Linked DNA regions of Rattus norvegicus: region 1 is linked to region 2. The links are chromatin contacts, called in public Hi-C maps. All regions are on one chromosome and are shown on one strand. The core of a region is the stretch at or near the end of the contact, and the rest is flanking DNA. Distances in the headings are between cores, read along the strand shown.

The links. A called contact is a pair of places that touch in the nucleus more often than the background predicts.
Region 1: a Hi-C map of the A7r5 cell line shows a contact between it and region 2, with 1.6 times the contacts expected there. The contact joins the enhancer-like site here to the promoter of Rpl21 in region 2. A contact is called at or near these places in 5 of 12 Hi-C or Micro-C datasets (the A7r5 cell line, hepatocytes, kidney and 1 more).

What each region holds. Positions count from the first base shown.
Region 1 is chr12:13,446,675-13,450,744 of GRCr8, forward strand. It overlaps Usp12 (ubiquitin specific peptidase 12), which reads left to right. Exons shown (of 9, transcript NM_001166576.2): 2 at 3,439-3,519. Among named protein-coding and RNA genes, the nearest start is that of Usp12, 25 kb to the left of the region's middle. Within about 2 kb of position 2,252, at least 2 of the 93 cell types and tissues checked have an H3K27ac peak or open chromatin away from gene starts, as enhancers often do. A contact at or near this core is called in the A7r5 cell line, where this site is marked.
Region 2 is chr12:13,384,651-13,388,459 of GRCr8, forward strand. Rpl21 (ribosomal protein L21) reads right to left here and starts at 1,503. Exons shown (of 6, transcript NM_053330.2): 1 at 1,489-1,503; 2 at 230-308. The coding sequence starts at 296.

The DNA of each region.
Region 1 (4,070 bases), core at 1,002-3,501, 63 kb after region 2:
CTATGTAGATCAAGTTGGCCTGGAACTCTATGTAGACCAGGATGGCCTTGAACCCACAGGGCCTCAACCGCCTGAGTACCAGCATTAAATGCATATGTGGCTTTTATTTCAAGAATCAAATTCAGCAAGCAAGTCCAGAGATGAGAGACACACACATTTGGAGTTTCATTGCTTCCTAGCCTTTTGGCAGACATCAGATTAGACGTCTTCTCTGATCCTGGCCTGTTTTCTCTCTCTCTGGTGCTTCCTAACTCCGTATAAATAGGGTTTGTTTTCTTGTATCATTTGTTGACCTCAGTGGATTTTTAGTTCATTCTAGGACAGGTGTGAGAGAGGGTTAAGCTCCGTTCTCCTGTACGGTATGAAGCTGTGGTGTGGGCATTGCCCTGTACTTGAGAAGGTTCTGCCTGCTCTCAGGATGTGGCGTTCATGCCCTCCCACTGCACGGCTGCTTCCGTCCTTCCTTCCCTCCAGAAGCTTTCTTAGTTTTCCAAGGTCACTGGCTTCCTCACCCCACAGCGGCTTCTTTCCTTCCTGGTTTGGCTGTTCTCTTTAATGCACTTACCTCAGCCGACTGTTCAGTGCTCAACCTGGCAATGAGAAGTGCTAGCTTCTAAAATAAGGTTGAAACATGAAACTGAGAAGAATTTATTGAATTTTCTCATTAAACAACAGGAAAAGTGAGATATAATAGTTTAGAATAACTGTGTAGCATGCAAACACAATGCATACTTCCATTTCTTAGGTAGCAGGTCCAGATGCTACACAATCACTTATTTCTCAGTGACATGCATTACCATTTCACACAAACATGAACATTACTCATAATTAACTTTCCAAAGTAGCATGTCCTCATGTCCCCAAAACACACACATCTGGCCTTGAATGTGGACTTTGGAGGCAGGAGACTTCTAATTTCTAGCTTATTTCTACAGACATCATGCTTATCCTAAAGTAAGTGAATTATTTTAATGAAAACAGCACAGGGTATCAGCGTGCTTTCGTGTGATTTTGTATTTCTGAAACAGGTAGAAGGAAGACTTGTTGGATGAGTTCCTATGTTGGAGAGGGAAACGGTCAGATGCTCTCCTTGCTTTACCAGCAGAGGCTAGCATATTACTGCTTTCTTACTGTCAGGGCGACAGGCCAGTGTCATCCTTTGATGATAATCTCTCTGTATGGAAAGTCCTCACCTTTCCAAAAATATGTTGTGAGCGGTTGGGAGAGGTACACCTGGCCTTTGCCTGTGGCCGGCAAGTCTTACTGTCTGTGTATCTTAATTATCTGTATCTAATATAACCTAACACCATAATTCTCTGTAACAATTGACCTGTGAGACTGGCTCCTCTGTCTCTTGTTCTAGACGCTGGTCTTTGGCGGAGTGTGCTACATTGTAGCCCATGCTTTAGTGAAGTGTAGTGAGCTGCCATGCCTACTTGTGGACGGGAAGACAGCGCAGGCATGGGACTGTGCTCCTCAGGAAACCCAGGCCCAGGCAGAGCAGCAGCGCCCAGGCCAGACTTGGGCCTGTAGCTTTACAGTCTAGCGTGCCTGCTTCCCGTCCCTTCCATAGTGGATTCATATTCTCATTTGATCGGTTTTTGTAAAATATTTGGGTAGGGGGTGAACACAGGGGTTTCTCTCCTAAAACTCGATCTGTAGACCAGGCTGGTGAGATCCACCTGCCTCTGTCTCCTGAGCACTGGGATTCAAGGTGTGCACCACCATTTCTGTTATTAATAAAATGAGTTTTAGTTGGCCACCCATTGGCAGAAAAATGGGTTAAAGCAACCTTGCTTGATTGACATCACAGGTTTTATTATGACTGCTGAAGTATTCTGTCTTTTCTAGGAACACTGTTGACCTTTAGGGTCTCAGGCTCATGCCCGGTGCCTGCTCTTTGTTGGCAGTGCTGGCTTCTCTCTGCCGCTGCCGCTCTGGGGACTTCTGCCTTGGAGCTTTGTGATCTGTTGCCTTTGCTCTTCATGTGCGCTAACCTGCGTTAGTAATTCTCACTCAGAACTCAAACTTCTTAGCATGTTGCTCCAACTTTTTTTGTGTGGGGGAATTGAATCCACCTTCCACAGTGTGAGTAATTTTGCCGTTTGTGGGATAGAAAAGACACTTCCTTTAAGGCACGGTTGAGCTGCTTTCCTGGGTGGGTCTGACGCTGTTGGTAATTGCACTGACCCACATGTTAGGTTTCATAGGGTCCAGCTTGTGGCTGTGAGTCGCCGTTGGAAGGGATTTATTTTCTCTTTCTGCCCTCTCAGCAGTAGCCATGAGTCAGGCACATTTCCTTCTTGTCTTCCTGTGGGGCTGAACTATTTCTTGGCTAAAAGTAGACTGAAAGGAAAGGTAAAGAAGTGGGACCAGGGGGTTGGGGATTTAGCTCAGTGGTAGAGCGTTTGCCTAGCAAGTGCAAGGCCCTGGGTTCGGTCCCCAGCTCCGAAAAAAAAAAGAAAAGAAAAAAGAAAAAAAAAAGAAGTAGGACCAGGTTCTGGAGAGTTTGCTCAGCTGTTCTTCAGGAGGACCTGAGGCCACTTCATCCCCCATGTCGGACAGCTCCCAGCTCCTGTCACTCCAGCTCCCGGGACACCTGCACTCACATGCATGTAATAACCACACTCAGTACACACATACACATAAAAAATAGGAAAAATATAAACCATTTTTAAAAATAATAAATATGCTCAGAAAAGTGCCATCTCTCAGGAGGCTGGGACATTGGGGCCCAGCAGTCAGGCCAGTGGCTGACTTTGGGAGAAGACCATGAAAAAGGGAGAGTAGGGAAGAAAGCAGCCTTAGGGAGGGGGCAGTGGGGAGGTCAGGACACAGAGCAGGGGCTGCACGGGTATTGATGTGAATGGGAGGAAGTGCATGCTCTGTCTGTCTGTCTGTCTGCTTGCTTCTGGCTCCCTTCTAGTGTTTCTGAGTCCAGAAAGTCTGCCTCCCTATTGGGAGTTCCTGTGCCATGCAGGGTCATTGATGCTGCTTACCCTGTGGGCATCTGACTGATACTTCTGGGTCTTCCTGTAGGACAGTAGGTTATCGGCACTGGTCCAGTTGGATCTCCCGTCCTTTAGGGGTCCTGCTGCCCAGGCTGGCTGGGTCCTGCACTGTGCGAGCCTTCCCTTCCTTCCTTTTGGCTCCACGGTGGTTGCCAGCAAAGTCTTGTCCTATTACGGCATACAAGTCAGAAGTTTTCCTTGATTACTTGGGGGTGGGGAGTGTGCTAGGAGCGTGATTCCTGACTGATTTGTATAAACTAGTATTAAGTCATATGACTAAAAGCTATTCATTTTCAATATCAACTGTTTTTGAATAATGTTAATTTGCTGTAATTTGAGTATGGCCTTTTAAAGGATGTCTCAGCCTATATGACTGGACATTATAGAAATACTATAAATCCTGATATTTGTGGTTTTCGTTTTACAGGGCGCCAATGCCTCGGCATTAGAGAAAGAGATTGGTCCAGAACAGTTTCCGGTCAACGAGCACTATTTTGGATTAGTCAATGTAAGTGCGCTCCAGCCTTGACGCTTCGAGCACTGAGTCAGTGTACTTCCCCCTTCCTTACAGGACCCGCTTGTGTCATGAGGATTTAAAGTGACCTGTGGTTGAAAGGAGGTAACACTTTCAGCCTAATTTCACAGTTCTGGCAACAGAATTCTCCTAGCAAAAGTTTGACTTATAATTATAAGAGTGACCTCTCAGTATTTAAGAGTTCTTTAGCTAGTGGCATTGCACATGTAAGGCTACGTAAAAGCTCCCCGCTGGGAGGTGCCTGTGTCCTTAAAGCCTGGTAAGAACTTTGGAATTTAACTGAACACGACTTTACACTACTGAAACTTAACAAAGAAAAAATTATTATTTTCCTAGTTCCAGGTCTGTCCTGGATATTCAGTCTTGGTGTAGATACGGCATAAAAATGCATTTGATAGTGAAACTCTGCAGCCCTGTCCAGAACGGCTGCTCTTGCTAGACAGTCATAAAGCCATATCATATTCAGGTCCGGTTAATTTTGAGTTTTTTTAAAAGATACCCTGAGTCAGTGTAAATATAAACAG
Region 2 (3,809 bases), core at 253-2,752:
CGTTTAGTAGTTATATACACTGTAAAGGACGATTTTTTCCTACAAGCAAAGCCAGTCAAAGTAAGACATGCCACTTCTTTGCAGGGTGAGCCTGCAGACAATTATGAACTATGAGATGCACTTCTCCTTATGGCAGAACACAAGCGAATGCTGCTAACAAGCCACCATTTAACAAGCTGGGACACAGATAAATGCAATCATAAGTATCAAAGAGGATCGTGCCACTTACCATGTTTCCTAAAAGGTCTAGAGAACATATACCGAGTACCCCTCCTCTTTCCTTTTGTGTTCGTCATTTTGGCGAGTTACTGAAACCAGAAATAACAATTCAAATTTAATGTTAGCACTGTCCCATTAACCTCCTTCCAGTGTTTACATTGCCTTTTAAATTTATCAGGGGGATGTCACACAGAGCAGGCTCCCTCAACCTCATGAAGCACTAGAATTAAAGATGGGTGCCCACTATTCCTCTTAGCAGAAGAGCCCAAATTCCGTCATTAGAACCAGCAGGGCTGTATATTAAAACTTAAGCCAACATACTCATTATCTTCATGTAAAAGGGTCTAGAATGCCAAGACAATGAAGCCTACAACTCCAGGATAACTTGGAGACCACCAAACTCAGCCTGATCTTCGATGCTAGTTTCATTTTTACCAACCTAGTTTTCTATCAAAACTCTTAATTCCACACTTCCACTTGCTAATGTATTAGGAAGCATGTAGAGAAAAACCAGATTCCCACTAAATTTAATGCAAGCCCCAATGCTCTCTGCTACAAAGAACACTTAAGCTCACATTCCTCCCTGAAAATAGACTAGTTCTATAGGCAGCAAAGATAACACAGAACCCGCAGATTTTTGGCACAGGAAGACTAAGACTACTCAATTGGCAGCTAATTTAGCACCGTCTAAGAACTTACCAACTACACATACTTAGAGCCAGATCTTGTTTTCCCACGAACCAACAAGGTTGGATTACTCCAGTCATACAGGGCAGAAATACCTGCCATTCCTAACCAACATGGGAAGCCCCAAAGCATGGTGTACTAGGTAACCAACTGACCTTGCAGCCTTAATGTTACCTTCCTTCCCTACTCTCGTCTTCTAAGGGCCAAAATTTGCAAATTGCTAAGTGTTTCATGCATCCGGAGGTGGGATCCCCATTACATCTATATCATTACCAGGCTGACCCGGCGGGCACCCTTCTCGCCCGAGCCAATTCCAGGATTGTACACACCCAGATATCGTTAAGACCCAGAATCGTAAGTCCTAACCCAACAGCACATGCTCAAGTTTGGAGTTAGGCCGATGCCCGGCAACCAAGACTGGGCCAGGCCCAGTTACCCCGGATAGAAGCCCCCTAGCACACGCCGCACAGGGGAGTGGCCTCCAGACAGTCTCCCCACGACCCTAACAGGCAGTCTCCGCGGCCTGGGCTCCTCACGCAGCGTGTGCGGCGCCTAAGACCAGAGAGCCACGCGCACACCAACCTGGAAGATGGCTGCCCCGGCGGAAAGGAAGAGGGAGGGGCTGCGCGCTCTTACAAGGCCCGCGGGCTGCCCACGGCGCCGCCTGAAGAGAAACGGCCGGCCTGAGAGGATCTTCGAGAGAACCTCCATCGCCCCGATAACCTAGAGACTCCGTGAGCATGCTCTCCTTTGCACAGATTGAAGACAGCAGGCCAACAGAAACTCACACAGGCATCGTGTTAAACAGCCCAGAATGGGGCCCTCGCGGGCTTAGAGCCAGACGCGACTTCCGTAGCGTGCTGACGTTACCCTGCGTCATGTGACGTGAGGGACCGCCTCTCCTCTGTCTTGTCCTACGTTCTGTGGTGCGCTGCGTCTTAGTGTTCGTAGCGTGAGTCGCGTAGGCAAACAGTTACGTGTGGACAAAAACCTTGTCTGTGTGTATTTCAAGTTTTTCTCCAGAAGTTGTTAAACAACGCACCTACTGATATGTTAAAGTTTGAAAAGCCATGCATGGTGCGCATGCTCATAATCCCAGCCTTCGGGAGGCAGAGGCAAGAACATCTTCCTAAATTTCGAAACTGTCCTGAGCCATATAATTGAGACCCTGTCTCAAAAAAATCCTCATTTTGGTTTCCCTTCCTCTTGTATCTGTAGTTTGAACCTGTCCAGACACTCGCCTATCTTGATTAGTGTATATTAACTGTACAAAATGATAGGTTAAGGCAGGCGTGTGTGTGTGTAAAATACTCTCATCATATTCACCCCCGTTAGCCTCACTTCCCTTCCTGACTGCCTCACTGGCTATAGATAAGGGTGTTTATTTAGTCAGTCATATTGGACGCAGTATTCCTAATAATTTATTGGCAAAACCGAATTGGATATTTGAAACGCCCGGATAATAGACGAGGACTTTGAGAGACGGACGTTTTTATAATAGCTATTGGGATCCTCGTTGCACTTATGCAATAGTCCCCCCAATGTGCTGGTTCAGCCAGGAGATCTCTGATCTTTACTCTGGACTGTATAGTGTTGGGACCGAGCTGATGAGATTGCTGTCCAGCCTTGCTCAGGGAGAGCCTGATGACTGGAGTCCGCTCACTTCCCGCGGCTTCTGCCTGCTTCCAAGCCTCATCCTTGAATATTTATGAACTCTGAAAAACCACTGTATCCTGCTAATAAACCCCAATAATAAATTCATTAAAATCCAGTGAATGACATGTCCAGCCAGGGTTAGGTTTTGTTGTTTGAAATCCCATTCATTCATGCTAGCTGATGACCGTCTAATTGGAAGACTGTGGGATAACATTGAAGCCCCATCTCAGAGTGTGTGAAAAACATAACTGATTTAATTAACCAGGGGTTTGCAAACTTTAATATCTATGACCAAATTATGTACAGTTGCTTATAATTAATTTTTATCTTGGTCATAGCAAAATTTTATCCCCAAAGCAATTTTTTGTTTGATTTTGAGATAGAGTCTCATTATGTTACTATGACAGATTTGAAACTTAGAGGATTCTGCCTGCCTCTGCTTCCTGGGTGCTGAGATCAAAGGTGGACACCACCATATCTGGCCCAGTTTTTCTGTTTTTTTTTTTTTTTTTTTAGCATATTGCTTACTTGAGTTGATTTGGGTTGAGTGTAAACAAAATAATACTAGTGCTAGCCTAAGAGTTAAGAAGATGAAAATGCTATACAAAAATGAATACCAGAATGAAACATGTTCTTGCTCTGGGCCATTGTTTTAGACCTTACTCATTGTCTGTGATGTGTGTGTGTGTGTGTGTGTGTGTGTGTGTGTGTGTGTGTGTGCACGTGCGCACGTGTGTGTTAGCATGCCTCTGTGTATATGCACATACATATTCAGGTATATAAGTTGAGAGTTGCTAATAAGCAACTAGCATAAGTTGACTTAGGCTAAATATTCAGACCCTCAGTGCACAACTGGATGTTTTGTTATTTTGTCTTTTTTTTTTTTTTCAGAGCTGGGGACCGAACCCAGGGCCTTGCGCTTGCTAGGCAAGCACTCTACCACTGAGCTAAATCCCCAACCCCACAACTGGATGTTTTTATACTAACATTTTTAAGCTTCATAACCTGTACCTGCAGTCAATATACAAAATGTTTCCTAGTCAATCTACTCTCTCATCAGAATCATGAAATAGCCTCATTTCTGATCTCTACTTTCCATTATTTCTTTTGTCTCTTTCTTTCTTGAAACAAAGGGGCTAGAGAACTGAATCTAAGGCACGGTGTATGCCAGACAAGCTCTGTGAGGCTACACCCCTGCTCAGTATCCCGGGTTCTGTAAAAATATTGTTGTTTAACTGCATGTACAG